Linked DNA regions of Mus musculus: all the other regions are linked to region 3. A link is a contact called in public Hi-C, HiCAR-type and HiChIP or PLAC-seq data. All regions are on one chromosome and are shown on one strand. The core of a region is the stretch at or near the end of the contact, and the rest is flanking DNA. Distances in the headings are between cores, read along the strand shown. Region 1 overlaps Cdkal1 (CDK5 regulatory subunit associated protein 1-like 1). Region 2 overlaps Cdkal1 (CDK5 regulatory subunit associated protein 1-like 1). Region 3 holds the start of Sox4 (SRY (sex determining region Y)-box 4). Region 4 overlaps Cdkal1 (CDK5 regulatory subunit associated protein 1-like 1). Region 5 overlaps Cdkal1 (CDK5 regulatory subunit associated protein 1-like 1). Region 6 overlaps Cdkal1 (CDK5 regulatory subunit associated protein 1-like 1). Region 7 has its middle 17 kb from the start of Gm34385.

Region 1 (3,607 bases), core at 701-3,200, 710 kb after region 3:
TTTCTTAAAAGTAACTTGATACATTTTTAGGGTCAATAGCGAGTATACCAATACAGCTTTAAAGAAAATATTTTATCAAGTATGTTACATAATGATGTGTTGGAAATATTTAATATGTGTAACAAAGAGTCTAGGAACCTGGCTAAAGTCATCTATGATCTACCTAATTCCATGAGGAGACTGAGTGGGAGATCAGAGAAGGGAGTACACCTCCTCTCTCAACTAAGCAAATACAGAACACACCACCTCTTTCTGGCATTCCGAGGAGCTGCTGTATTTGCACTGTGAATATTACAGAAGCAGAAGCTAGCTTACAAGAATTTTGCAGATGAATGCAACTATAAAAACAACACACATCTATTATTTCTAAAAATTTCATAAAATCTGAAAAAATATATTGAAGCCTAAATAGTGCTGTCACATCTGATGAAGTACTTAGAGCAAAGAGTCAAGGGGTCTACAATCGAAACATAATTCAAAAGAACAACAGGCACTGAGGGACATGCAGAAACAGATGGATCAATAGACCCAGGACAATAAATATAAATGACAGCATCTTCATGGTGTATGTACAGTGTCCACTGAAAATTCTTTCTCCATTACTGTTTGAAGATTTTTTTAACTTTAAAAAAAAATTCAACAATTGCTGCACTGTCATATGCAAGGTTCATCTTGGAAGATGCAAAATAAATTCCATCCATTGCCTTCATCTTGAAGGATGAAAAATAAACTACATCCATTGCCTCTGTCTTTGGGGCTCTGGATCCCGCAGCCATTTTCAAGGGTCACCACACTGGCATCGGATGGCAATGCTGTCTATTCAACTCTCCCTGACTCTGATTTTGGAAGATGCCCTACCAGGATTTTTCATTAACATTTCTGCTACATTGAAAACCTGATACTTTCTGGCATACGGAAAAAGGACATGAGCATCCCCATCGATTGATGGAGGTTCACACTTTTTCATTGTGGTGATTAATGAATTAATAATCAAAGAAATTGTACTAACTCTGTATACAGGGAAGCCCACCCAGATCCCAAAGAAGTAAGGTAAGTCAGTCCCATGCTTAGACTCCAGCTGAGAGGACTGGAAAGCAGGTAGAGAAGAAAGGAATTCGTAAATATCACTTCTTAGACCAGATGGTTTTAACGACTCTCTGGATACCTAAGAGTAAATGTGAGTTCCAAAGATACTGTGGCCTAAATCAAAATATATAGAAATATTTTAATTTCACTGTTATGGTAGGGGGTGGTAAAGAAGAGAGAGAAAAGTGTTTGCAGAAGTTCTCAAATTGAAAAAAACTGAATAAATCATTAATTTAAAAGGCAATTACACATGTAGGCACATTAACAACAAGGTGTAAAGGAGATGCCATCAGTAACATGTTGATAAAGCACGTGAGCTAAATTACCTGGGAAGGCAAACGGCCATACCAGCTCTAATTTTATCTGCACCCATAGCAAGCACTCAAGATCATTAGTCTGAATTATGGATGATAATGGTAAAGACAATGAGTTAAATATGGGAAACTAGTGATTAAAGGCACGTGGCCAAGGGATATACAGTGACTCGAGTATGAAACGTCTCCCACAGATTCATGGACTTGACAACTTGGTCCGCGCTGGTGGTGCTGCTTGTGGGTGGTAAAGCCTGGGCAAGAAGCCTGTGCTAGGGACAGCAGCACAAGCCAACTTTCAGTCCCCTTTACAGTTGACAGTCAGACAGGATATGAAGAATTAGCAACCTCAAAGAGGCAGAGATGCTCCGCCAGGATGCCTTCCCACCAGGCAAACAAGGCCCTCCTTTCTCCAGCAGCTTCTGTGTTACCTGAACTGCCTAGCATGTGCTATGATCTGCCTGGGAGGTTTGCATGTATAACCTGGAGAATATGCACACACCATGGAGTGGGAGGTGGGATCCTCCAGTGGCCTGTGACCAGCAAGATATGTAGCTTACCACTCTCTCCTACCTTACAGATACAGTCATCACCATTCTAATTTAGCTTTCCTCATATTCTAAGGAAAATGTCAGGAGAATAGATGAAAGTATGAAATTAGTTTAGGGGAAAAGCTAATACCAAAAGATAATGCAATGATGATATGTAAAAATTTCTATTAAATAGCAAAAGAATTCAAGAAGCCAGGACTTGGCAGTTTGAGAAGTTTCTCAGACACACAGAGGTTAAGTTTAAAGAAGTGATTCCACAGTGCAGTTAGCTGTAGACGCAGGCTTAAAATAAAGTACAAATTAATAAACTTCCTCTCTGCAAAACTTAGCAGGAAACATAAAGGGGTCAGTGACACATATGCCTCAAGGGACAGCCCTCTGCAACATGTCCCCTTCTAATCAGATGCCAGTCTTGCCCCTCACATGCCTGGGAATGACTCAGTCCTGATCTCCTTCTGTCCAGAGGAGGCCATCCCCCGCTCATCAGTGAGGACGCATCCCATAAGTGTCACATGCATTTGCCAAGTGGTAAAACTCTCAGCTCAGCTCCAGCACTCAGACCAGACTCTCCTCCCTCAGCTCAGTACCAGCCTTCCCAAGTGAACTGCAGACAAAGATTTCCTTTCTCTTCAGGGGTTTGTTTGTTTGTTTGTTTGTTTGCCAGATCAATTAATATTTTGAAATCTTTATTAGTAATAGTGGTGTTTAGACAGGTGTACAGTTGAATGAACTCATCACAGATACAGATGCGTAAAACCAATACCAAAATAAAGATACTGAAGAGTCCCTCACTCCAACGTGCCCTAGCCCACACAGTCTGTTGAGAGTTATAGGTGCTGCCCTTCCCTGAGGCACTTCCAACAACAGGAAACCACTGACCACTTCTCTGCTAACACAGTGTGGTCCTTGAGAGATTGTCATAGAGATACTTGATGGGCTTCCTCTTCATAAGGCTTTCAAGATCAATGCAGAGGACAATAACACTAGCTCTCATTCTAGATTGTGGCTCAACAGTACTCAATTTAAAAGAAAGTCGTTTACCCAGTGATCCCACAAAGGATACAAGAGCCATTTCCAGCTTATTGCAATTGAGAGACAGCTATCATAAAGGTTTTGTTTTTTGTTTTTTGGCATGTCCTATATGAGTACTATACTAACATAATTTCCCTTCCATCTCCTCCTTTATCTCCCCTCCTTAATTCCCTTTCAAATGCATGTCTTCTTATCCTTAATTGTGGTTACATATGAACATAGACATAAATTTATCAATCCAGCAGGCTGAGTGCCCTAGTGCTGTTCATTATGTATACGTCTTTGGGGATGCCAACTTGGGGGTGAAGAAACTGTAAGGGGAGTCTCTCAGAAGCCACTGAATTGCCTGGAGCTCAGCATAAAGTAGCCGAGCTCTAGATTCGCCCCTCTTCCACTTCTCTTCAGAAAGTAGCAGGACTCCCAAGAAGATCAACTGGGCACAGCATAACAAGTTACACTAAGAACAAGCACAAACTCTCATATCAGGGCTGGGCAAGGCTGCCCAGTAGGAGGAAGAGTCCCAAGAGCAGGTGAAAGGGTCAGAGACACCCTTAGGTGTGTGTTACTGCGGTCGCTGTTAGGAGTCCCACTGAAACAAGAAGCTACACAAGCACAGCATCTATGCAG
Region 2 (3,524 bases), core at 170-2,669, 570 kb after region 3:
AAAATGAGATTTAAAACACAGTTCGAGGAATGCAAGAGTCATTCTATTTATTATCATATTCAATACACTGATTTCTTGAATTTTTGTTTGTTTGTTTTTCAAGACAGGGTTTCTCTGTATAGCCCTGGCTGTCCTGGAACTCACTCTGTAGACCAGGCTGGCCTGGAACTCGGAAATCCTCCTGCCTCTGCCTCCTAAGTGCTGGGATTAAAGGCGTGCACCACCATGCCCGGCTGATTTCTTGATTTTTATCAAAATAATTCTAAAGAGGATTGTTCACTTCATAGTTGATTTATAGAATACTGTTAACTAAATCTGCTACGTGGTTTAGGAAAATAAAAGACCCATCAATCAGATAATTCGTGCATATAACTGTGTAAAGCCCCCCTAGTGGTAAGTAATTTTCTCTATTATAAATGTAACACCTTTTTACGTTAAGAATCTAGGAAAATGGAAAAAATTAATAACTGCCATCTCCCCTTGGGGTCGGGGGGATTCACATTCTATAAGACGGGCTGGAGGGGGAGGCTGGCTTGGGGTCGGGGGGATTCACATTCTATAAGACAGGCTGGAGGGGGAGGCTGGCTTGGGGTTGGGGGGACTCACATTCTATAAGACGGGCTGGAGGGGGAGGCTGGTTTGGGGTTGGGGGTATTCACATTCTATAAGACGGGCTGAAGGGGGAGGCTGGTCTTGAACTTGGGATCTTCTTGCGTCCAAGGGCTAGAATGGCAGGTGTGTGCCACTGTGACCGGGATAATCCTTAGTAAAAGAAAACTTTAAGTCTCTCAAAAGAGAATTTCAATTTATCTTGAAACTGCTAGCATAAAATTATTTCTGACACTATCTACTGGGATGAGGAAAAGTGAAACAATTTTTAAGAACCAAAACAAAAAGTTAAAGATATTTTTGTAGAGCGTGGGGGTGCATGCCTTTAATCCTAGCACTCTAGATGCAGGCTGAGTTTGAAGCAAGCGAGGTTTACATCCCAAGCTATACTTAAATACTAAGTTCCAGGCTAGACAGCACTGGGAACTTAGCATAGGGAAATCAGGTCTCAACCACCAGAAACCCTTACAAACACCAAACTTGACAGGATTCTGCCCTCCTCAGCAAAGCGCTACCACTACAGGCATGTGTGAAGTTTCCATATTAGCATAGCCAGAGAAATATGCAAATAACAACAAAGGTGACTCAGAATTATAAAGCTATACTATTACAGCAATCATTCCTGGAACTACAGTGTAACAACTGCAAAAACTAATTCATACAAAAAGGAAAAAAAAAGGTAAAATAGAAAGGAAAATGGGCAATACTCTTCCTTAAAGACTTATAAACAGGGACCAGGAGAAGCCCTTGACTGGCTTGATTCAGAGGAGCAAGGACATTTGCCAGGCTTTTCCAAATTACAAGCAATCAGTGATGTTGGCGCCCAGAAAACCATGATCTCAGTCAAAGTACGTCACTGAGGCCTGCAGTGAACTTTGCTGAAAGGAAGTTTTCAGGCTGCCTGAAGAGCAAGGTGATTCCCAGCCTGAAGTCTTAGGACTCGTTCTAAAGTTCCCTTATCTGGCAGAGGGAAATTCTTCCCAAAGAATATTGCTTTGGTCCCCCTTCCTCAAAATGTAATGGCCAGAGCCTGACGAATACAGAGGAGGAAGCATGCAGCCAACCATTGGACTGAGCTCATGGGTCCCCGATGGAGGAGTCGGAGAAGGGACTGAAAGAGCTAAGGGCATTTGCAGTACCATGAATGGAACAACAGTGTCAACAGGCCAGATCCCCTGGAGCTCACGGGGACTAGACCACCAACCAGAGAATACACATGGAGCAACCCATGGCCACATATGTGGCAGAAGATGGCTTTGGACATCAATGGGAGAAGAGACCCTTGGGCCTGAGGGTGTTAAATGCCCCAATGTAGGAGGATGGAAGTGGGTGGGTGGGGAAGCACCCTCATAAAGGCAGGGGGAGGGAGGATGGGATGGGGGGTTCCGAAGGGGAGACCTGGAAAGGGGAAAACATTTGAAATGTAAATAGGGAAAACATCCAAGAAAAAAAATTTAAGTTAAGAAAGGAAGGAAGGAAGGAAGGAAGGAAGGAAGGAAGGAAGGAAGGAAGGAAGGAAGAGAGAAAAAAAAAGAACCCCAGCAGCAGAGACCCACTGCGTGTACTATATTTGTGCAACTCAAGTGGCCTCTGCTTCCATCCTATCAGACTAGAATTCCATGCAAGGCATCCGGGGGACCACCTCAAGTCTCTCTTTTATAAAAAGAAAGAGGGAAGGACAAGGAAAAAGGTTCTAAGATTCTGAATTAGACTTGAGAGTCACCAAAATGTTATCTTTGGCTAATGCTAAGGCAGAACTGCTGGTGTCTCTTGAGGACTCTCACTCATGCTTCGTATGATTTAATTCAGGAACCCTTTACGTGAGGCGACCATACTGACCATACTCACCCTCTTGGGCCTGTTGTCCCTTCTGAGTATAGCTCTTTCTTAACGCTTGTGTTTAAGTTTTATTTTTTATAAAATCCCACTCTGCTTCACTTTACCAAACAGTCCTGAAATCCTTTCTAGCTTTGAAGTTATTCAGAATTCCAGTTTGATGGTCTGAGCTGACATCCTTAAAAGTCTAGAAAACTAACTCCTAAGGTTGCGGGGGGTGACAGTATGGAGCTGTGTCTCTGTCCCCTTACTTCTGACAAAGCGTCACCCAAATGCAATTATTTGAGTCGCACTCATTTGAGGTTCAGGACAAACCTAGGCAGGATGCTTCCTTTACGAAGTCTAAGACTCAGAGCACACAGCACAACAGTGCACTGGCCTAAGACTCAGAGCACACAACACAACAGTGCACTGGCCTATCAGTGCACTGCCAGTCAGCTGACCCCAAGCTGGAAGGTCACTGAGGATGACCTCTTCTGTACACGCAGTACAATCCAGAAGCTGATATTGACACTGCTCAATGCTTCAAAGGCATGAGATCAAAGTTCCGTCTCTAGCCCAGGAAGAGACAGCATCCTTAGGTGCTACAAAAAAGACACTGCTATGCCTTTACCTAAAAATTAATCCAGGCCTGGTATGTTATTGCATGCCTTTCATCCCAGCACTCTATAGGAAGAGGCAGGCAGTTGTCTGTGAGTTTGAAGCCATCCTGGTCTACATAGTCAGCGCTAGGAAAGCAAGAGCTACATAATGAAACCCTGTCTCAAAAACAAACAAGCGAACAAAGAGTTAATCCAATTGGATCTGCCAATCACACAAACAGATACATCTTCCCAGTAAAGCTCTGTTCCAGATAAGGAAGTAGGGATGTAATTTTGTGATAGAGCATGCACACAGTCCAAACTCCAAGCCTCAGTAAACACACATACAGACACACACACACAACTTAAAAATATGTCAATATAATGGTCCCTGGCTATTATCTATGCTACCACTAACAAAGCTGTCCTTTGCAATGGGCCTTTGGCCACTGCCCTCACACCTGAGGATGCCTCCTTTTATAATGTCATAAACTTTCT
Region 3 (3,632 bases), core at 225-2,724:
AGGTAGACGCGCTTCACTTTCTTGTCGGCAGGGTGTTTGGCTGGGGTGGCCAGCGCACTGGACGGCGAGGAGGAGGCGGCCGGAGTGGCCGCACTGGGAGTCCGCACCTTGTAGACGGCCGTGGGCTCCCCCAGGGGCAGCAGGGCAGCTTGCTCTGGAGAGAACGATGCAGCCGCCTTGCTGCCGCCCGCCGGGACCAGCTTAGCGTGGGGCTTGCCGACCGAGCTGCCCGCCACCTTGGGGCCACAGCTCTTCTTGGGCGCGGGCTTGGAGCTGCCGCCCGCGCCACCCCCCGCGTGGCTGCTTCCCGCGTGGCCGCTGCTGCCCGCGACCTTGTCGCCCTTCTCCCCTGGCTTGGCTGTGGCCGCCGATCCCGCGCCCGCGTTGCCCGACTTCACCTTCTTTCGCGGCCGGTACTTGTAGTCAGGGTAGTCAGCCATGTGCTTGAGGCGCAGCCGCTCCGCCTCCTGGATGAACGGAATCTTGTCGCTGTCCTTGAGCAGCTTCCAGCGTTTGCCTAGCCGCTTGGAGATCTCGGCGTTGTGCATGTCGGGCGACTGCTCCATGATCTTGCGCCGCTCGATCTGCGACCACACCATAAAGGCGTTCATGGGCCGCTTGATGTGGCCACTGGGCGTCTTGCACCAGCTGGGGTCGTCCGCCTTGCCGCCCGTCGACGCGGTGGAGCCAGGCGTCGGGGAGGACGCGATGCCCAGCTCCAGGCCGGCGCCCGAGTCCGAGCTCTCCCCGGCCAGCAGAGCCTCAGTGTTCTCCGCGTTGTTGGTCTGTTGTACCATGGCCCCGGCTTGCCGGGCGCCCACGCGCGCTCACACGCTCGCGGCGCGGTCGCCGGGCCCTGCGGGCTCCCCGGGGCGGAGACCAGGGTCCCCTGAGCGGCGCGCGGGCCAGGGGCGGCCGCCTCCCGCCGCCAACCTAGAGTCCCCGAGGCCCTCCGTCCTCCCTCACCGCTGAAGTGCTCCCTGCGGGCACCGAGGCTGGAGTCGGCCGCGGCGAGGAGTTTCTCCAAACGTTGGTAGCCGGAGTATCTTCCAAACGCAAGTTTCTCGCCGCCTCCGGGGCAAGTCTTTCCCCCACCCCTTTCCCTGAAGCAGTCGATTGCAGTTCACGAGAGCTCGCGGTAGCTCAGGAAAGCGACATCGTCTCTAGCGCCTAAGTCCCTTTCCTGCAGTGCAAAGCCAAAGCGACTCTGGCTCCGGGACTCTCTGTGGGCGGAATCGGCGCTGAGGAGTTGGTGCAATTATTTTGTTGCAAGGTAGGAAGCCAAGAAGCTTGCATGCAACAGACCGGCATGAATAAATGTATGTTTCTCCCTCCCTCCTGCAAGAAGGGGAGCTGGTTACCGGCAGAGTTCCCCCACTGCAGACTCTCTAAGAAACAGCGTGCAAGAACTGGAAACCGGGAGGGAGACGGCCCTCTTCCCCTCACTCTGTTTCTCTGGCTGCAGCTTAGAGCAGACCCCAATTCCGCCTCGCGCTTCTTTATCCTTTCTCAGACAGCCAATCAGCCGCTGTAACTAACGCTTCCTCGTGCCAAGCCCCTCCCCCGTCCTTCCCATTGGCTTGGAACCCGATGCAATAATAATCTCCGCGTGCAATGAGAAGCTCCAAATCTGACCTCATTCCAATTTACAGAGCAAACTTTTTAAAAGGGCTAGAAGTACAGCTGAGATTTCTGCTGCCTCTTTCCCCCCCACCTCCGCCTTTTGCTGGGTGCGCGCGCGTTTGCCTCTGTGTGTGTGTGTGTGTGTGTGCGCGCGCGCGCGCGCGCACGCACGCGCATGTGTGAAGAGGATGTTAATGCATGAAGTTATTAAGGGGAGAGACGGAAATGTATTCTAGCCATTATGTTAGATAACAAGGGGCTTGGAGGGGGGGTAAGGGTGAAATACTGTAAATGGAAGCTTTCTGCTTAAAAGCCGAGTGATTATTTTTATTAGTTCTTTTCAGCCCAGGAATAAAGAATCAGCCTTTGGTGCAAAATCTCTTTTCTTAGCCCCTTCTTAGAGCTAGAGATGTAAGTGGGGGGAGCCACAATAATAAATCAATGGATATTGAAAACCATTAAGAAAGTGGTACCTAGACACCTGTCATCACAATTATTTTAACAACTCTGGGTACAGAACAAACGTTGGTGTATTGTGTAAATCCCTTCAGGATGCTATCTGTGCTGTTTGTGAAAGGCAGGGTTTTTTTTTTTTTTTTCTTTCTCCCCTTTTCAGTAATTACTTACTCTTTTTGCCAAACAGAGGTTAACTAGTTATTTAATGATTTCACTTCCCCTATAAATCCTGGGTAGGCCAAACAAGATTTTCTGTGGAACGCTAAGGCAGTGGCCCATAATTACCTCAATAAGAGACTTTGTGTGATTTCTGTATAGGGCGATCATGGTGAATACAGGATGGGATTGACTTCACTTTCTAAATGTTTGTTTTCCACAATATCCAAAGGATAGATGGGTTCGCTATGTGCTCTCCTTCCCCCTCTCTTTCTTACCCATTGTCTCCCGTGTGTCTGTGCTACTTGAAGCAATTGGGCCTAAAAGACCAAGAAGAGAAAGGGGTGGCACAGGGGAGTGGGCTGCTGGACCTATCTCAAGTCCCTCTCCTGATCTTTCTTTCTGGGTCTCATTGTCCTCCTCTTCTGTGCTTTGGGAACCTTGTGAGCTTTATAGAGGGCTTGTGTTAGTGCCCGGTGAGTGTGTGATTATAAACCACGGATGTGTGTCCTGAGCCCTCTGGATTCTAACACACATTCCGAGTTCTCCCTAATGCAAATGCCACTTCTAGTAAGAGCAGCACGATGTTCGAGAGACTAAGGTGGGAGGTGGTCACCGGTGGTGAAACGTAATCGAAAGCCCCTTTGGTGGTCCCCGTTTGTTATCTCAGTACTTGGGAGGTGCCTTCAGGAAGATCAGGAGTTCAAGATCATCCGCTGATGCTTAAGAATTCCAGGACAAGCTGGGCGGTGGTGGCGCACGCCTGTAGTCCCAGCACTTGGGAGGCAGAGGCAGGCGGATTTCTGAGTTCGAGGCCAGCCTGGTCTACAAAGTGAGTTCCAGGACAGCCAGGGCTACACAGAGAAACCCTGTCTCGAAAAACCAAGGGAAAAAAAAAAAAAAAAAGAATTCCAGGACAGCTCCAGCTACCCAAGTCCTTGTCTCAAAGAGCGAACACATGCAGATAATACTTAGAATATAGAACAACTTAGTTACACAAACCACCCTTTTCCCAAGATCTGAGCATTGGGACTCTAGTGAAAACTCACCTTTAATACGATGATAAACTGATTTCCCTCAGGCTAGTAACAGAGGAGGCCAACTTAGAGCCAGCTCTTGATTGAGAGCACAGTAGTGCTGGGTGGTATATTTCCATTTACCTTGTCACACATTCAGAGTATTTAGGCTGGAAGGAGGCCGAGGGTGTCAAGAATTAGACATTTACTGGAAAGAGTACCCTATGGAGACAGCTGACTGGGTCTCTAAGATCAACTGCAGGCAAGAATGTTTTGTGGGTAAAAAGCAAGTAATTTTTTTTTTTTTTGACTATTTGCTACCCATCACAGCCCTTTTTTAATTCCCAGAGGAGGAAATCCTAAAATAGTATGCACTCCTTC
Region 4 (4,065 bases), core at 265-2,764, 680 kb after region 3:
ACACCTTCAGCCACCAGAACTGTATTATTGAATCTTCCATGTAACCCTGACAAGCTTTTAATGTTTCATATACTAATATATGCCATAAAAGGCCTTGATAATGACTGCTCCATTTTAATTTCTCACTTCTTTGGTGTTACAGAAAGCTGACTTCTACATGGAATATTTAGTGTTTGAAAATTAAAGTCTATCAATTACCTTGAAATCTCATAAAGAGAGATGATTTTTGTTTAAATATATATTTATAAGTTATATACAATTTACATATACATATGTGTATATAGATACATATATGTGTGAGTGTGTTCATATGTAGGGACTGGGGACATAGCTCACAAATCAAGAGCTCTGACTGCTCCTCCACAGGATCTGAACTTGGTTCCCAGCATCAATGTTGAGCAGTTCACAATCACCTGAAATTTCAGATTCAGGGAATCTGATACTCTCTTCTGGACTCCATAAATACTGGTGTAAGTGTACTTCACACACACACACACACACACACACACCACATAAATAAACATACACAAACCTGAAAGTGTGTAAAGCTGTCCAATCACAGATGGAGAATGATACATGAAGCACGGACAGCACTCACTGTTCCAGACTCTAAAGACTCACTACCCAAAACCTTAAAAGCACCCCGCGAAGTGCTGCCACTGGCATTCTCTCCAAAGATGAAACAGACATAGAAACATAAATAATCTGACAAATATCGCAAACATTGCACAGCTGGTTAAGTAGGTGAACCAGACAGTCTGGCTCCACTACACATGGCTGCAACCATTACACACGCTACATGTCATAACCTATTGGAAATAAAGATAAGTTTGATAATGCTTAACAAGCTCTTTAATGGGAACATAATAGAAACTATTTCAGTTGTCTTGCTGATCCCAGTATTATTTTGCTTTTCTTTTTAACTGTAAACCACTATCCTAAAAGTCTATGTGTCTTGGAGGGTTAAACACACAAGTGAAGCCTACATTTCTGGTAATGCTCATTACTGTTAGGAAAATAGTCAACAAAGATTACAAAGGGCTACTTGTTAAAACCTTCTGCAAAAAGGCAAGCATGGAAGAACATGGCAGCCCAGCACTGAGAGGCTGAGGCAGCACTGTAAGGTTAGGGCCAGCTTTAAACGAAACACAAGAAAACTTCATTTTCTTTCTAGTTTGGTGATGAGTATATGAATATACTGACTGGGATTGGTACTTGGCACAATAAGGAAATAAACATATTATCTTTGGAGGACATAAAAGAGCAGGTGACTAATGAGAACTTTCACAAACTGGCACATGATGCAAACTTTCAGCACATCAGCTGCCCGGGGTTGAGGTGTAGGTAGACTACCCAAAATAATTAGAGGTCTGCAGGAAGCACAGAGTTCATGCTAAGTGTGACTCATGCATCTCACAGCAAAACAAAATCCTCCAGACATTTATCTCTTCCAAACAAGACACTGGGCCTGGCAGCGGCCCACAAGCAAGAAAGAGCACGTGAAAGTCAGACACTCATGTGCTGGTTAAAAATAAAACGGTGAGGAGGCTCGTGACGAGCCATGACTCCAAGCTGACCTCTAAGACACACAATGCCATTTATAACATCCACAGAGTTTCAAAACACCTGAAAGCAGCAACATTCACAAGACAACTCAGAAGGAAAACTAAAGACCACTTAGTAAGTCGGAGTCCCATTAAGATCTGCTCCCTCTGAAGAACAAAATCCCAAGATGTCTGTCACACTGGCTTCAGTGATGAAGCCTCTGTCCCTGTGAACATGAGGTCAGTGTAGTCACCCCTCCCTGCCGTTAGCTATGTAGGCTGAGTCCACAGGTGTGAAGAAGAGATCTACCTAGCCCAGCCTCCCTCCTGAAGGAGAGAAGGCTACAGACAGGCTGCCACCGGTACCTCCACACTGATTCTGTTTGAAAGGTTGTGAAATCATGACCCAGAGCAAGAACCCTTTCAGACACAATTCAGGTCCCAGCTGTTAGGAAAGACAAAATGTTCCAAAAGAACTCACCTCCCCACCCCACCCCGCAAAAGTCAATAAACAAAATGGGAAACCAAACCCAAGGAAGCTGCCATGAAAGTAAGAGCACAAGGCTGAGGCCTGGGACGGAGCCTGACCAAGTGTATTTAACAGGGTCTCACTGAGTCACAACTAATAACCAGCTAGTACCTATAGCAACAAACAGGAGCCATTTGTGATCCATTATTGTACTATTATCATCAGCAACATTTGTAGATTCTTTCTAGATTTATATGCATGGATGTTTTGCCTGAATATATGTATATGTTAACTATGTGCATACCAATGGAGGTCAGAAGAGAGTATTGGATCCCCAAGAACTGGAATTAAGATGGCTGTGAACTATATGTGAATATACATGAACTATATATGAAGATGCTGAGAATTGATCCTAGGTCCTCTGTGAAAGCAACAAGTGCTCCCTCCAAACAACTGAGCCATCTCTCCAGCCACAGCAACAGTGTTAAAGTAAATGCAGACTGTCACTGAGTGATACACATCCAGGCCCAGAGCTATCAGAGGAACAAGGACATGTTTCTTATGTTCAGGGCAGTAGGTAGAAAGCCACAAGGATACATGGTGTCATTACTAAGGGCTGGGGGTTGGGGGTGGCAGAGACAAAGAGAGAGACAGAGAGAAATACAGAGAGAGATAAAGAGAGAGACAGAGACAGAGAGAAATACAGAGAGAGACAAAGAGACAGGGACAGAGAGCAGCAAAACCCTATAAAAGCAACTGAACACTCCCTCTCCCTCTGCATGCATCTGCTTAGGCCAGTAACTATCTTTTACCAACCAGTAACCCACTTACACCCCTTAATAAGCGCCCAAGCTTCGGAGGGGCTCAGTTTAAAAACCTGTTATAATCATGTACAAATAAATCCATCCTGCCCACTGAAATCAGTAATTCCATATAGACTTTATTGAACATTTAACCTGTGTGTGAGGAATAAAAAGGTGACTAGACTATAAAGTTTGAAGAGTAAAGATTCCACAAGAAAGGGATAGAAAGACACCGTGGAAAAGAAGACTCAGGAGAAGAGCTACACATAAGAGAAAGGATTAATAATGAAAACCCAACAACAGTCCCAAATACCACCAAGAGCTCAAAATTGAGAAATTGCTCTCTTTAGCCTCATCAGAAGAAAACTGGGGAGCATGCAGGGGTGTGAAGGCAGCAGAAATCTAAGTAAATATTCAGCCAGATTTAGCAGTTAACCACAAGCTGCAGGTAGAAGAGTTAAAATGTCTTACTTTTTTATTACCGCAAATACACCACTTCACTGAGTATTTATTCAACAGGATTTACTGGGCCATGGCATTGCTTCTAGACAATCTATGTGTATCGGCCTCTCAGGAAAGAGTGTAACAGCCCCCCATTTCCTGCCTGCTAGAAAGTCTACCATATGTGAACTGTTCTCTACAGTCTGGGCAGGATCAGAAAACCGCTTCAGACACTACAGTGCTTCAAAGTGGGAAGAGGTCCTTTGCATGATTCCATAACTTCTGCCCACCAAGGAAGCACTCCATTAATGGCTTTGAAGGAGCAAGCAGTCACAGGGTAGGCACCGCACTGCACAGAACTCCGGGTAACCTCCAGTGGAGCTCCAATAAGAGACTAGGGACCTTGACACAGCAGCCTATAAAGAACTGCATGTTCCAAAACACACAAAACTTGGGAAAGTCTCCTCCTGGTTACAAGAGACTTAAATGCATGGCAGCTACTGCAAACATCTTACTGCAGGCTGGCTGAAGAGTACAACACCCAGATACCTGACTCATAGACACAGCCACATTTGAGTAACATTGTTACACATCAATAAATGACTAATGCCAAGACTCTCCTCAAGGAGGCTTTTTTTTTTTTTTTTGCAGGAGATGGTGATTGACACACATCTTGACAACGTATACACAGAGAAGAGATCTTGGAGCACTCAGCTATAGATGGGATGTCCCTATCAAACCCCTCCCCTCAGAGCTCACAGACATGGGCTGAAGAGGAGGGAGAAAATTTGCAAGAGCCAGAAATGGT
Region 5 (3,698 bases), core at 381-2,880, 630 kb after region 3:
TGGTGAAATTTCATGAGTCAAAGCATTTAGGATGACCTTCCCCATATAAAAGGTCAGTGATTTGTGTGCACATGTGCAATGGGAGCAAATGAAAAACAACTGCAGAGAGAGAGGAAAACAGCGCAGCTAACAAGAAGTCCCTTCCTTCATTCCAGCCCCAGGGTGTCCATCTGATGACAGAGTCCCTTCCCTCACCCTGGCCCCAGCCAGGGTGTCCACTGGATGAGTGTCCTTCTCACACAGAAGCAGCAAACAGCTATGCTTAAACCTAAAAGACGCAGCTGAAGGAAGAGACCTGTCCCCCGTCTTGTCCTTTGAGGGCTGCATGACTAATGAGTGAGGCTCTCATGTACAAGGCTGAGAAAGGTGATTAGCCTGTGGGCTTTGCCCATGTGACCACTCTTTCCAAATCACCAGACCTCCTGCCACACTTCAGTTTTCACATGGAAAATGGAGTAATGGTGCTGTATGGTTTGACAGTCACCGGAAATTATGGTGCTAACGGCCACTGCCTTGTTAGAGAGGAGCGGGACTTCAAGAGGTAAACAGGTCCGGAGGCTCACAGATGTAGAGCACTGTATTTAAGGGGGAGCTTCGAATGTGAGAAGCACCAGCCCATAGTCCAAACGCAATAAAAAAGAAGGGAAAAGAGAGAAAGACAACTGAGTGTTATTAGCATGCGTCTTTCTGCTTCCTGATCTGCCCCGATATGAGCAAGCAATGTCAGGTCCCTAAGCCAGAAGATGTGCCTACCATCACGTTCCCCACCCTCAAAACACCCTCATAAACTGTTTCTCATCACACATTAGGCCATAAATAAATAAATAAATAAATAAATAAATAAATAAATAAATAAATAAATAAATAAATAAATAAATCTAACTATATAACTGCTAGGCTATATTCTATTTACACGGCAGTCCTACCAGGCTATCCTCCACATTTCCGTGGCTGTCATACTAAGGCTGTACACTATATTTCCATGGTAGTCCTACTAGACTATATCCTACATTTACGTGCTATCCAGCGGCTTGCTCTATCAGCTCAGGATTTCAGTGAGGTCTAACAACTCAGAGGGCTTAGGAAGAAATCCCGTCTTGGATGGGTATCTGCAGGGACGGTTGACTCTAAGGGCTCTCTACTAGCTGCTTAGTTAACATGACAGATAACAAGTCCTGCCTCTAAATCAGGGCACTCTCAGAGGCGTCTGGGTTTAGAATTTCAAAATAACAAAGAAACAAAATACAACTCATAACCCACTCTCCTTCAAAATACTCAAGAAGCCAGGACACACCCAGAGTGTCCCAAGCTATGCTGAAATCTCAAATCTGAGAGAACTACGTCCTAGCCAGCACTCACTTGAGCCCAGGCCTAAGTCTGACCCATTGCTTATGCAGCACATGTCTACCCTCTCTACACCAATTGCCAAACAGAACACCCAGTTCACTTCAATTGTCAGATAAATCTTTTTTTTTTGTTAGTAGAAATATGCTGCACAGAGCCTCCTGTGTTTTTATTGGCTAAAGCTGGCAACCTACCCACAGATGGGTGGCAATGCCACACAGAATTCTCAGGGGAAGACAGTGCTGCCTCAAAGTTCTTCACAATTACCAGTGGAACCTGTTGTGCACACTCCCACGCTTCTGGCTAGATGCCCACTCTGTTGCCTTCACAGGAGGGGCCTGAAAGGCCATGTGCTGGGATGTAAAGACACATTTTTTTTTCAGACAGTGGACACTGGGCTGCAAGGGCTAAACAAAGAGAAATAATAAAAACTTTGAGGAGGCGGGGAAACCAATGCTCAGAACTCCCCGCTGGAGTCCCGGGCCTCCGTAGAACAGTGTAGAGCAGAAGAACACAGGAAACAGAAGAGGTGAGAGTAGCAAGGCTGACCCCTGCCAGGGCAACAGTGGGAGTGGCGACTGTGGTAAGGCTGTTCGCCAGGCTCCTTCATGCAGCAGGAGTACACACTTACACTGGGATGGAGGCCACTGGGACATGAGAAGAGGGCCAGCTGCTGGGCCCCTCCCACACTGCATCTTTGATGCTACCTGAGGTCTGCCTTGGAGGGTGTTCACAACACAAAGTCTCCTCCTCCCTCCAAGTGGCCACAGTGAGAGCAGAACTGTACATGGTGTGTGGGTGGTCTCACTGTAGCTCCAGGTACTGAAATATGCTTCCAACATGGGAAAACTAAACCAGCAAGCAGAGCCACAGCCAGGGGAGCACTGACAGAATCTGTGCTCGGGATGACTCTCCAGAACGAGCCTCATTGGGCAGATTCTGTGGCAGTGGACATATAGGACTCGTACCCATTTAAACCAGTATCACCAATTCACACACAGACAACTAGACCAGAAAGAAAAACCTCACTGACTGACTTGAAAGATACATCTTCTTCAGAGAGCCTGATGCGCTTGTGGTCCTGTCCTCAATTCTGATTACCTCCTCCTAAACAGCTTACTGAGCTACATGGTTGAAGATCTCTGAGCTCTACAGAAGGAACTTCATCCCAGAAGGAATGTGCTCTGTCTACAGACACAGGCCACTTCCTAGGGTTGTCACTCACATGCAATGGCCACCATCCCATAGCTTTAGGATCTGAATTTACACTGTTTATCCAAAAAGGATGGAACAAAGATACAGAACAACCAGAAACTTTGACTCATTGATGAGGATCTGATGTCAGTACCAGTGCTCATTCAAATGTACTGTAGCATGGCTGCTGTGAAGATGGCCATCATGGGCTGTTGCCTTGGCTACATCAGTGATCAACTAAAATGCAAACTGCCTCGTGTTCCTGTGCAGGCTTTCTTAATCAGATCTTTTGGTGTCAGCCCACATGAAAGGACATGGAATCAGGAAACTTTCCCTTTTTGCCTTCTTGCCCTCACTCGCACTGGCAAGTTCATCTATCCTGTTGTTAAGGAATTTATTCACCTGAATTAGAACCCACTTCTTCAAGATTCCAATATATACTGAAGACCAGTTACCTTCCAGGACTTAAGCCCCAACTGGAGCTGCTAAGAGATCTACCATGCTGGACTGAAGTACTACCAGACTCTCAGCCTTTTCATCCTGAGCTGCCATTGCGGACCCGGATCACAAGCTGTAAGCCAGTGTAATAAATCTCATATGTGTGTGGGTGTATATATTTATTCTATCAGTTCTGTTTCTTTAGAGAACCTTGCTTAACACAACACCAAAAGATACAAATACTGTAGTAAAAATATTTTTATTCAATTATTTTTACTAAAACTACACAGGAAGATTCTTGTTATACAAATAATCACAAAATAAATTTACTTCATGGCAAATAAGAATTTTCTGTCTGTTTATAATAGATATAAGCAAACCACAATGAAACGAGACAATACATAATGTAGGGCATCTAATCATTTAGAAACTGTTACTCAGGATAAAAATGTTTATGTATAAGTCAACTTCTTGTCAGTTGTAGGAAAAGGTTCCCCTAAAAACATAAAAATGACTGGAGATTGTATAATACTGCAGAATTTCAGTATACATTATTTAACCTTCTTAGTAAGAAACAAAAATATTTATGTAAAATAAAAGAGCCAATGTAAAATCTAGATAATCTAGGTCATGTGTCATCAAAATCATTTGCCTACAAATAAGAACCAGAAGGAAATTTGTTGTGCTTGATTAATTAAATTTGTACCTATAAGTTCTATTTA
Region 6 (3,798 bases), core at 962-3,461, 600 kb after region 3:
ATAAAAAAAAATCCCATTTGAACTGTTCAGTCTGGAAATTTTGAACTACTTTGATAACATGCGAGTACAACAGGTCCTGAGTCTGCCATTATATTGACATTATGAGGCATTTTAAACAGTCTGCCAAGCCAAACATATTATTAATGTTCATAAATTACCATGTACCCAGAATCCTTGACAGCTATCCATTGTCTTTCATCAGACACATGAGTTCTAGTAAGTGCACAATTAGGTTAAAGGATAAGGTCACTTAGCTAGAAACAAGCCTGCTAATATCACGAGTAGCAGGAGGCTGACTATTGTAGTAACTAAAATATTTCCAAACAAAAGCATAGAGAGCGTTGAAAGTATCCCTGCTTGCATTAACCTTGGGGTGCCATATGTCTTACTGAGCACAAATCTGTAACTGACTTGTAATCTCTATGGAGTGGGGAGGTTATGAGGAGTGTTGAAGAAGGGCTCTCCTTTCTCAAAGGAGAAAGGGAGGGAAGACTAGGGAGAGGTACTAGAAGGAGGGGGAGCTGATATTGAGATGTAAAGTGAATTAAAAAAAACTATTTCAAGATATCAAAAAAAAGAAAGAGAGAGAAAGAAAGAAAGAGAGAAAGAGAGAAAGAAAAGAAAGAAAGAAATCAAGCAAGTCACATAGATGTGAAAAGAACAGAATTCTCCTTAATTAAAGTCTATAGTGTGAAGCATCTTCCTGGATCACAGAAAGCCATGTTGTACAAACAGATCACCTATCTTCCCTTCTGGAGTACTACTGTTCAGAGCTGGTATTTGAACAGTAGGTTCCTGATCCAACTGTTTCAGCCCTCACCCAATTCCCTTTGTTGTTTTGAACTCACAGATATCCACCTGCCTCAGCCTCCCAATTAAAGGTGTCCCACCACTGCCTGGCCTCCTCCTGTTTTTCACTTGTACCATGTTGCCCTTGTTAGCACCTTGCCCCTTCTTTTCATTTTTTCTTGGTGTCTTCCAAGCATCCTAGGTAAGTCCAGTACACTTTCTGTTGAGTGAAATTGGCCCAGCGAGAGGATGGTGAAGAAGGTCTGGGTGACGGACTGACTATCTTGACTTAGTCTCCTTTCTGAAGCTCCTTTGGACCCTCAAACCCAGGGTAACTTTTGTGTCACACAGGGTATATTTGTCAACCACAACACTGATCTGCAACAAGGAGGATGGATGTACCAGCAAGGTGTGAATATACTGTCAAGATGCTAAGAGTTTAATAGCTCTTACTTCCAAAGGTCTGGGATGTTTCCATTGTATGCCTGCCTTTGATCCTTGTGTCAGGTTAGATGGCCTATTCTCAGGAAGGTCTCCATTTATCTCATGCTACTCTTCGTAACATGAAACCATGACTTTCTACAGGCATGCTCTTATCCTAGAAACTCATTTACATCGCCATCCTTTGCTGTCCCTATTGCTCACAGTGTCATGACTTCGAAGTGTGTGATTTTATGTGGGCTCTACAGTTTTTTTGTTTGTTTGCTTGTTTGTTTTTTAATGAAGACAACTCTTTTCTTTATTCAATCTTTCATACTCATCTACTGAGCACTCTTGATTAAAACAATGTCAGTGAATGAGGAAAGGCCAAGACAGCTTTAAAGCAAATAAGAGAGTACTAAATCATGACAATTATAATTTCTTATCACGTTGAGGTGGGGATGGAGCAGAGCTGAGGGCACATACCCAGCATTCCTGGGACCTTGCCAGCACCACAAAATTTAAAAACAAAAAAAAGAGCCAGGCCTGTTTTACATGTCTAGAATTCAGGAACTGACCATGTGGTGTTTTCCAGACACAGAAGTTACCCTGAACAACACTGTGAGTCCTGCAAGGTCTTCCAGAACACCTCTGGGAGGCCAACAAGCCAATCACTGCTTTATATGGTCTGCTCTGGCACGTGCTATGAAGACAGCATCTGTGGCTACAATCCTGCCACCAATTAAAATGCTGGGTCCATTCCAAGAGGGACTTGCCTGACACCTTTGAGCAATCTTCTTCTTTTTCCCTTGTGATTTCTTCCTACCTGAATTTTGTCAAAACTGCTTTAGAATCTGGATCAACTTTCTTTCCAATCTAAAGGAATTTGCATATTACCATCAACTGTGTATCAGTAAAGCCCAACCCCCTTCCTACCAAAGACACATCCAGCACATTGTCGGGCCTCCGCCATGCCTGCCTCACACTTCCTGCAAACACAGCGAGACTGCCATAGTTCCGCTTTAACTGAGAGCACTTGCTTTTCTCAAGTGTTAAGTCAAAGTGTTAAGTACAAGTTGACATGCTTGTGACTCATTTTAAAATAGCAAATTATAATCAGCCAACACTGTATGAAGCATGAAAGTCATTCTCTAAATCACATGTCTACACGAACACTGAGCTGGAAAAATGTGGAGAACAAACCCGAAACATATCTCCTTCATATATTACATTACCAGTTTGTCATCAACCCTTGGAAGGATTTCTAAAATATGCTACTGATATTAAGGTTGCTATGTAACAAAACTCTCAACAAGCTCACTGAAATAATTTTTAAAATATATATAGTATGAGTGTCTGCTGTGAGTGTAGGGGAGTGTCAGAGGGCAGAAAAGGGAACCATGGAATGCACTGGAACTGTAATGATGGGCAGCTGTGAGCCACGCAGTGCGGGCAGTATAAACCAACTCTGGAGGAGCAGTAAGTGCTCTTAATCTTCGAGCCATCTCCCCAGATCCCCACGACCTCCTCCAAGCAACATAGCTAATGGTTAAATAACTATTGCCATTTGGGCAGTAAAATTTAGCAACTATGGTTGCTTTTAGCTTTTTGAAACATAACTTTTCTATACAAACGTAGTACAAAGAACACCCTTAATGAAAAACAAAACTTGTTTTTTTTAACAGTCCATGTGACTAACTTGGGCTTGGGTCCCAGACTCTGGATCTACAGTAATGTTTCTCAAATAAGAATTGTGGATCCTAGAATGTTCTTTTTCTTTGGAACAACTGCTCCTTTGTCCACATTCTTTGCTTGGCTTTATGTGGTATCTGCCATCAGATACCACAGAGCCTTGGACATGTGCCTAATTTTTTCTAGTTTGACATTTGGATACCTAATCTAAAGGTCAAATTCTGATGTATAGAAGTCCCTAAACTATGTTTCCTCCTTTGCTTACAGACAAATCCTGATGTTTCAATTCCTCCATTCCTTTGATTCTACTTGATCCCTACTCTCCAGAAGAAAAACAAAAAGGTAAAACTGTGAAGTTACCTCCAACTTAAGACACAGCATTTTTACAAACAGTTAAAATACAACATGAATACTGACTCTTGCTTGCAAAATTAGTCCAATATATTTGCAATTCTCAACTAGGCAAAGTCTCAAACTACGGGAACCAAAAAAATTAACTGTAGAGAAACTAACTAAAAGACAAAAAAAAAAAAAAAAAAAAAAGCAGCAAAGACCCATGGACAGATGCCAGGGGGCCTAAATAACATAAGGAGCATTAAATACTGATGACTATAAGGAGGAGTGGAGAGATGGCTCAGTAGCTAAAGCATTTGCTACTATTGCAGAGGATCCAAGCCTGCTTTCCAGCAACTGCATGGAGTAGCTCACGATTGCCTGTAACTCTAGTTCCAGGAAGACAGCCCCCTTTTCTGCCCTCCTTGGGAACCCTTTTACAAGTGGTGTACACTAATGCAGACATATATAAAAACATTAAAGTGAAAATAAACTGCAAAGTGTGGTAGTTCAAACCTTTAATCCCAGCACTCAGGAGCAGAGGGAAGGCAGATCTCTGAGTTA
Region 7 (3,677 bases), core at 164-2,663, 640 kb before region 3:
GCTGGCCTCGAACTCAGAAATCCGCCTGCCTCTGCCTCCCAAGTGCTGGGATTAAAGGCGTGCGCCACCACACCCGGCTTTATGGGTAACTTTTGAAAGCACTATGTGTTGTGAAATAAATCCAAGCCCTAAAGAACAAATACGACATAATTCCATTATACAAAATAAGTCTCATAGTGAAGTTCAGAATGATAGAAAACGAAATGATGACTTGCAGGGGCTGATAAATGCACTCAGAGTTTCTCCTTCGCAAAGTGAAGAGACCTGGAGATGGCTGATGGTGCTACAGTATGAATGTACTTAATGTCACTGAGCTGTGCATGTAGAAAAGTAAAAGGGAGGCAGGAGGGAGGACATGGGGTGGGGGGGAGGGATAAAGGTTCTTAGTAAGTACCCACTGGGATACAATTTCTACTTCAGAAAAACCTGGGACACTCCTATCACAGTCACTGCTACTGTCACCATTTTACAGAGATGTGAATGGAAGTAGACGTGGAATGAGTAAAGTGTTTGCTCAAAGCTACACAAACAGGAAGTGGCTGGCCCTGGCTGCACATTCAAACTGTCTAGTGAGGGACTTCATAATGTTTCAAACTATATTCTGTCACTTCATAAGCTGGACTGTTTGCTGTGACCCAATGTCAACTTGCAATACCAAGCAAATTAAGACCTTTACTTATTTAAAACTTTTATGGTTGGTCTGTACTTCTGGGATTATAGAAAGGGTCATTCTCTGTCTCTCAGAGTCGTACATTTATGTACCACCATGAATTATATTTACAGTGTTTTTATCATAATGTTCACAGTTTAATTTATTGAAGTTATATATACTTCATGTGAGGTTTGTCTAAGATTCTTGACATATTTGCTATCACATCCCCCACATCGTAACATCCTGATTCTCACTTAAAGCTAAGTAGTTAAGTCATACAACTAGTAAAACTGAAAGTTGCTTCTTAATGTATTCAAGGCCAATATGTATCCCATAATGCCATACCACTCTCTGTTGCCCAACTTTTAATATGCTTACAAGTCACTCAGTTTCCTAATCCTGAGTTTGGCCTTGACTCAAATATCCTTTTAGATACTAGCAATGCCAAGTTATCTTTTATGCAATATATATATTTTGAAAATCTCTTTTCAAAGACAATATTGTTATCAGTTATCTTACCAGCAAGAGCTAGAAGGTGGGACTAATGAGCTCTCACGTCTGACATCTCCTAATCTGTGATTCTCTTATGTAACAGGGTAAAGACTAGAAGCCTTATACAAAAGGTGGAGAAGGAAAAAGGGGAGCATAATTTAGAGGCAGTGAGCTTCCTTAAAACCTTGATGTCTTACTAGAGCCTAATAGGTCTAGCTTTAAAAGTTCAGCCTCTTGGTTTTCACATAACATACCCTTGACTGCGTTTATTATTAATGATCTATGAGGGATGAGGGGGAAAGTCATGTGAATGGAATCCAGAAGCCAAACAACAGCCTCTCAGAAGCAACTGAATCTCGTCCAACTGCAGCATAATTTGGGGAATGAGCTAAAAAGCAGCGCTGCAGAAAATCCGGAGCATTAAATTTAGAGATTTAATCTCTAAAAAGTGTCGCTGGAAATTAGATGGAGAGACAGGTAGAGTGGCGCAGTGTTAAGGTGTGTTCACGGTTTCTGTGTAACCCTGAACTTTCAATCAGTTGGGTCTGGAGGCTCGGAGGCAGATCTCCTTCTTCATCTACTGTTCCCTGGCTCCCTGGTGCTGGCAAACTAAGTCAGGTTTGTGAAGGGTCAAATGTATTGAACTTCTGTCAGACTTTCCAGGGTGGGTAAAAGTCAATGATTTTCATCTTAATCCCAAGGCTACGGTGTGTTCAAATTGGGAAATCTACTCCATATGTTTGTGATATTAGTTCACAGAAGTCCTAAAATGTTTCTTGAGTTTTCCAAGTTTCCTCACCTTTGTAGATTTGCCAGGTTTGAACCATTACAATTATGTATTTGACGATTATTAGCTGACACTAGTGGCCTTTGTGACAATCTAGTCTTTTCAAAGCACTTTTAAAACTTCAGTCTCTTTTACATCCCATGACACTGTCCCCTGTGCAGACACAGTAGCCTAGAGAGGTAAAGGTCTTCAAGTGTGCCCAGTTCTCTATGCCCACAGCTGGGGACTAGACAGAGACTACCCAACTCCAAAATTCAAGTTCTGTTCATCACTAGTTCTAAATCCAGATTTTTTTTTTGATGTGAGAATAGATATTATGTCTAAAATACGGACTATGCCCTGGTTTGAAAGGACAGAGAGCCCTGCAATGCTCAGCCTAGCACATTTCCCAGGTGACCTTGCAGAGATGGTAATATCAGATGGTTGGTAACTTATACAGCAGAATCTATTTATGTTGACTTTTGAAGCTGTAAATTAAATCACTCTGGGTGAAAGAAAATATAAGCAGTTTGAATTTGAACCCAAAACTTTTTTTCTACATGGGTGCTGGTACTTTGAGTGTGGCCCTCATAGTTAAACAGCAACTGCTACTAGATACTGAGCCATTTACCAGCCATAATTTTAAAACAACAACATTTAAAAAATTACTTTGACTCCTTTTCCTTTACATTAAATTGTTCTTTCAAGTGTGGTAAATATTTCCAAAGTTTCTAGAATATAAAGTGCAAACTGTTTCCCCCATAGCTGACATTTGCTCGCTTGGCAAACACTTGAGATCACTTTTTTTTAAGCCAACATGGAGAGATGATGTTGCTTGATCAAGAAAGCAAGAGAGATTTACAGGGCCAAGCTGACTTGCTGTGACTCACCAGCTCCTGACTTTGTTTGCATGAAGTTCTGTGTTATCTGTTATCTGAAGAAAACAGATATCTGACTCACTCTGGGAATATGCTAGCAGAACCTCCATCTAGCACAATAGAATATCACCAGCCATTCTCAAGGGCAAGAACTAAAAAACATGACAGCTAAAAGGTTAGAAGAGCAGAAAATAGTTTTAAGCATCTAGTCTATGCCAGATCCTGTGGCCAGTATTTCACAGAAGGCTAAGGTATTTCTTCTGGGATCTCCCAAACCTTCTTGGCTTTTTAGGTTTGGTACATTTGAACCATTGCAATTATGTATTTGATGCTTATTGTTGAACAAAGGGTGACCTTTGTGACATCACCTCCTACATAGGAAATGAAAGCTTTAGATAGAGCTAAGCTCTAACTCTAACTCCTTCTCATTTCATTAAACAGTGGACCTACATTTTAAAATGCATATGAAATACTCACTTAACTGGACTTCCATGCCCTAACAGCTATGATGAACGAATTCTTATAGAGTAATTCACACAGACATAGAACTTACCCAGTAAACATATTTTTTAATGAGGCTGACCAAAGCACACTCACATGGCCATTTAAACAGGTAAGGTGATCATTGTATTTCTTCCCTTTCCAAACAAGGTTTCCATTCATTTAAGAAATATAACATGCCAGGATGCATGTTGGCAGGAGATAAGACTTGCCTCAGAGCCAATGCTGGGGAGGGGGTGAAGGCACAGGCTCAGAATGTAAGTAGAAAGACTGGGATGCAAAATATATTTTATCTCAAAGAAGCATATGCCTTTAGGTCTTTTCCTTGAAAGTATTAAAGCCCAAGAGGCTGGGAGAGTACTACAGAGTCTTTCCTTATTTTCTTCAT

Evidence for each region. A called contact is a pair of places that touch in the nucleus more often than the background predicts. HiCAR-type assays count read pairs that join an accessible place to other places. HiChIP or PLAC-seq counts read pairs in DNA pulled down with a chosen protein or histone mark.
Region 1: a contact with region 3 is called in an H3K4me3 HiChIP or PLAC-seq map of bone marrow-derived macrophages, with 4 times the contacts expected there. The contact joins the enhancer-like site here to the promoter of Sox4 in region 3. A contact is called at or near these places in 6 of 39 promoter capture datasets (the 3T3-L1 cell line, the HPC-7 cell line, hippocampal neurons and 2 more), 2 of 484 Hi-C or Micro-C datasets (forebrain and myocytes) and 17 of 115 datasets of contacts at active chromatin or transcription factors (the 230-238 cell line, the SCID.adh cell line, T-cell acute lymphoblastic leukemia and 14 more).
Region 2: a HiCAR-type map of fibro-adipogenic progenitors shows a contact between it and region 3, with 7 times the contacts expected there. The contact joins the enhancer-like site here to the promoter of Sox4 in region 3. A contact is called at or near these places in 6 of 39 promoter capture datasets (the HPC-7 cell line, HPC-7-derived erythroid cells, embryonic stem cells and 2 more), 1 of 15 datasets of contacts at CTCF or cohesin (pro-B cells), 2 of 484 Hi-C or Micro-C datasets (cerebellar granule neurons and nephron progenitors) and 12 of 115 datasets of contacts at active chromatin or transcription factors (the SCID.adh cell line, T-cell acute lymphoblastic leukemia, cardiomyocytes and 9 more).
Region 4: a contact with region 3 is called in a Hi-C map of uterus, with 4 times the contacts expected there. The contact joins the enhancer-like site here to the promoter of Sox4 in region 3. A contact is called at or near these places in 6 of 39 promoter capture datasets (the HPC-7 cell line, cranial neural crest, embryonic stem cells and 2 more), 1 of 15 datasets of contacts at CTCF or cohesin (large pre-B cells), 5 of 484 Hi-C or Micro-C datasets (the HPC-7 cell line, the N1E-115 cell line, cardiomyocytes and 1 more), 21 of 115 datasets of contacts at active chromatin or transcription factors (the 230-238 cell line, the SCID.adh cell line, T-cell acute lymphoblastic leukemia and 17 more) and 3 of 9 other capture datasets (adipose tissue, embryonic stem cells and macrophages).
Region 5: an H3K4me3 HiChIP or PLAC-seq map of neural progenitor cells shows a contact between it and region 3, with 13 read pairs. The contact joins the enhancer-like site here to the promoter of Sox4 in region 3. A contact is called at or near these places in 14 of 39 promoter capture datasets (the C10 cell line, the HPC-7 cell line, cranial neural crest and 7 more), 1 of 15 datasets of contacts at CTCF or cohesin (the NIH/3T3 cell line), 7 of 484 Hi-C or Micro-C datasets (Sertoli cells, cortical neurons, embryonic fibroblasts and 4 more), 23 of 115 datasets of contacts at active chromatin or transcription factors (the SCID.adh cell line, T-cell acute lymphoblastic leukemia, bone marrow-derived macrophages and 17 more) and 2 of 9 other capture datasets (adipose tissue and embryonic stem cells).
Region 6: an H3K27ac HiChIP or PLAC-seq map of vascular smooth muscle cells shows a contact between it and region 3, with 3 times the contacts expected there. The contact joins the enhancer-like site here to the promoter of Sox4 in region 3. A contact is called at or near these places in 4 of 39 promoter capture datasets (the 3T3-L1 cell line, cranial neural crest, frontonasal cranial neural crest and 1 more), 1 of 15 datasets of contacts at CTCF or cohesin (large pre-B cells), 2 of 484 Hi-C or Micro-C datasets (cortical neurons and embryonic fibroblasts) and 15 of 115 datasets of contacts at active chromatin or transcription factors (SST interneurons, cardiomyocytes, embryonic basal ganglia and 12 more).
Region 7: a contact with region 3 is called in a Hi-C map of uterus, with 3 times the contacts expected there. The contact joins the enhancer-like site here to the promoter of Sox4 in region 3. A contact is called at or near these places in 3 of 39 promoter capture datasets (the 3T3-L1 cell line and liver), 8 of 484 Hi-C or Micro-C datasets (the N1E-115 cell line, adipose-derived mesenchymal stem cells, gonadal supporting cells and 2 more) and 9 of 115 datasets of contacts at active chromatin or transcription factors (the SCID.adh cell line, craniofacial prominence, embryonic limb bud and 6 more).

What each region holds. Positions count from the first base shown.
Region 1 is chr13:29,661,286-29,664,892 of GRCm38.p6, forward strand. The region is part of intron 8 of Cdkal1 (CDK5 regulatory subunit associated protein 1-like 1); the gene reads right to left. Among named protein-coding and RNA genes, the nearest start is that of Cdkal1, 190 kb to the right of the region's middle. Within about 2 kb of position 1,951, at least 26 of the 459 cell types and tissues checked have an H3K27ac peak or open chromatin away from gene starts, as enhancers often do. A contact at or near this core is called in the HPC-7 cell line, the SCID.adh cell line and bone marrow-derived macrophages, where this site is marked.
Region 2 is chr13:29,525,657-29,529,180 of GRCm38.p6, forward strand. All of the region lies in intron 10 of Cdkal1 (CDK5 regulatory subunit associated protein 1-like 1), which reads right to left. Among named protein-coding and RNA genes, the nearest start is that of Cdkal1, 330 kb to the right of the region's middle. Within about 2 kb of position 1,420, at least 5 of the 459 cell types and tissues checked have an H3K27ac peak or open chromatin away from gene starts, as enhancers often do. A contact at or near this core is called in fibro-adipogenic progenitors, where this site is marked.
Region 3 is chr13:28,952,225-28,955,856 of GRCm38.p6, forward strand. It overlaps Sox4 (SRY (sex determining region Y)-box 4), which reads right to left and starts at 1,475. Exons shown (of 1, transcript NM_009238.3): 1 at 1-1,475. The coding sequence starts at 797. All of the region lies in intron 1 of Gm46405 (a long non-coding RNA gene), which reads right to left.
Region 4 is chr13:29,636,562-29,640,626 of GRCm38.p6, forward strand. All of the region lies in intron 8 of Cdkal1 (CDK5 regulatory subunit associated protein 1-like 1), which reads right to left. Among named protein-coding and RNA genes, the nearest start is that of Cdkal1, 220 kb to the right of the region's middle. Within about 2 kb of position 1,515, at least 55 of the 459 cell types and tissues checked have an H3K27ac peak or open chromatin away from gene starts, as enhancers often do. A contact at or near this core is called in the HPC-7 cell line, adipose tissue, bone marrow-derived macrophages and 4 more, where this site is marked.
Region 5 is chr13:29,580,576-29,584,273 of GRCm38.p6, forward strand. The region is part of intron 9 of Cdkal1 (CDK5 regulatory subunit associated protein 1-like 1); the gene reads right to left. Among named protein-coding and RNA genes, the nearest start is that of Cdkal1, 270 kb to the right of the region's middle. Within about 2 kb of position 1,631, at least 14 of the 459 cell types and tissues checked have an H3K27ac peak or open chromatin away from gene starts, as enhancers often do. A contact at or near this core is called in neural progenitor cells and neural stem cells, where this site is marked.
Region 6 is chr13:29,548,155-29,551,952 of GRCm38.p6, forward strand. All of the region lies in intron 10 of Cdkal1 (CDK5 regulatory subunit associated protein 1-like 1), which reads right to left. Among named protein-coding and RNA genes, the nearest start is that of Cdkal1, 310 kb to the right of the region's middle. Within about 2 kb of position 2,212, at least 39 of the 459 cell types and tissues checked have an H3K27ac peak or open chromatin away from gene starts, as enhancers often do. A contact at or near this core is called in cardiomyocytes, cortical neurons, heart atrium and 2 more, where this site is marked.
Region 7 is chr13:28,310,843-28,314,519 of GRCm38.p6, forward strand. No RefSeq gene overlaps it. Among named protein-coding and RNA genes, the nearest start is that of Gm34385, 17 kb to the left of the region's middle. Within about 2 kb of position 1,414, at least 37 of the 459 cell types and tissues checked have an H3K27ac peak or open chromatin away from gene starts, as enhancers often do. A contact at or near this core is called in the SCID.adh cell line, granulosa cells, pancreatic cancer cells and 1 more, where this site is marked.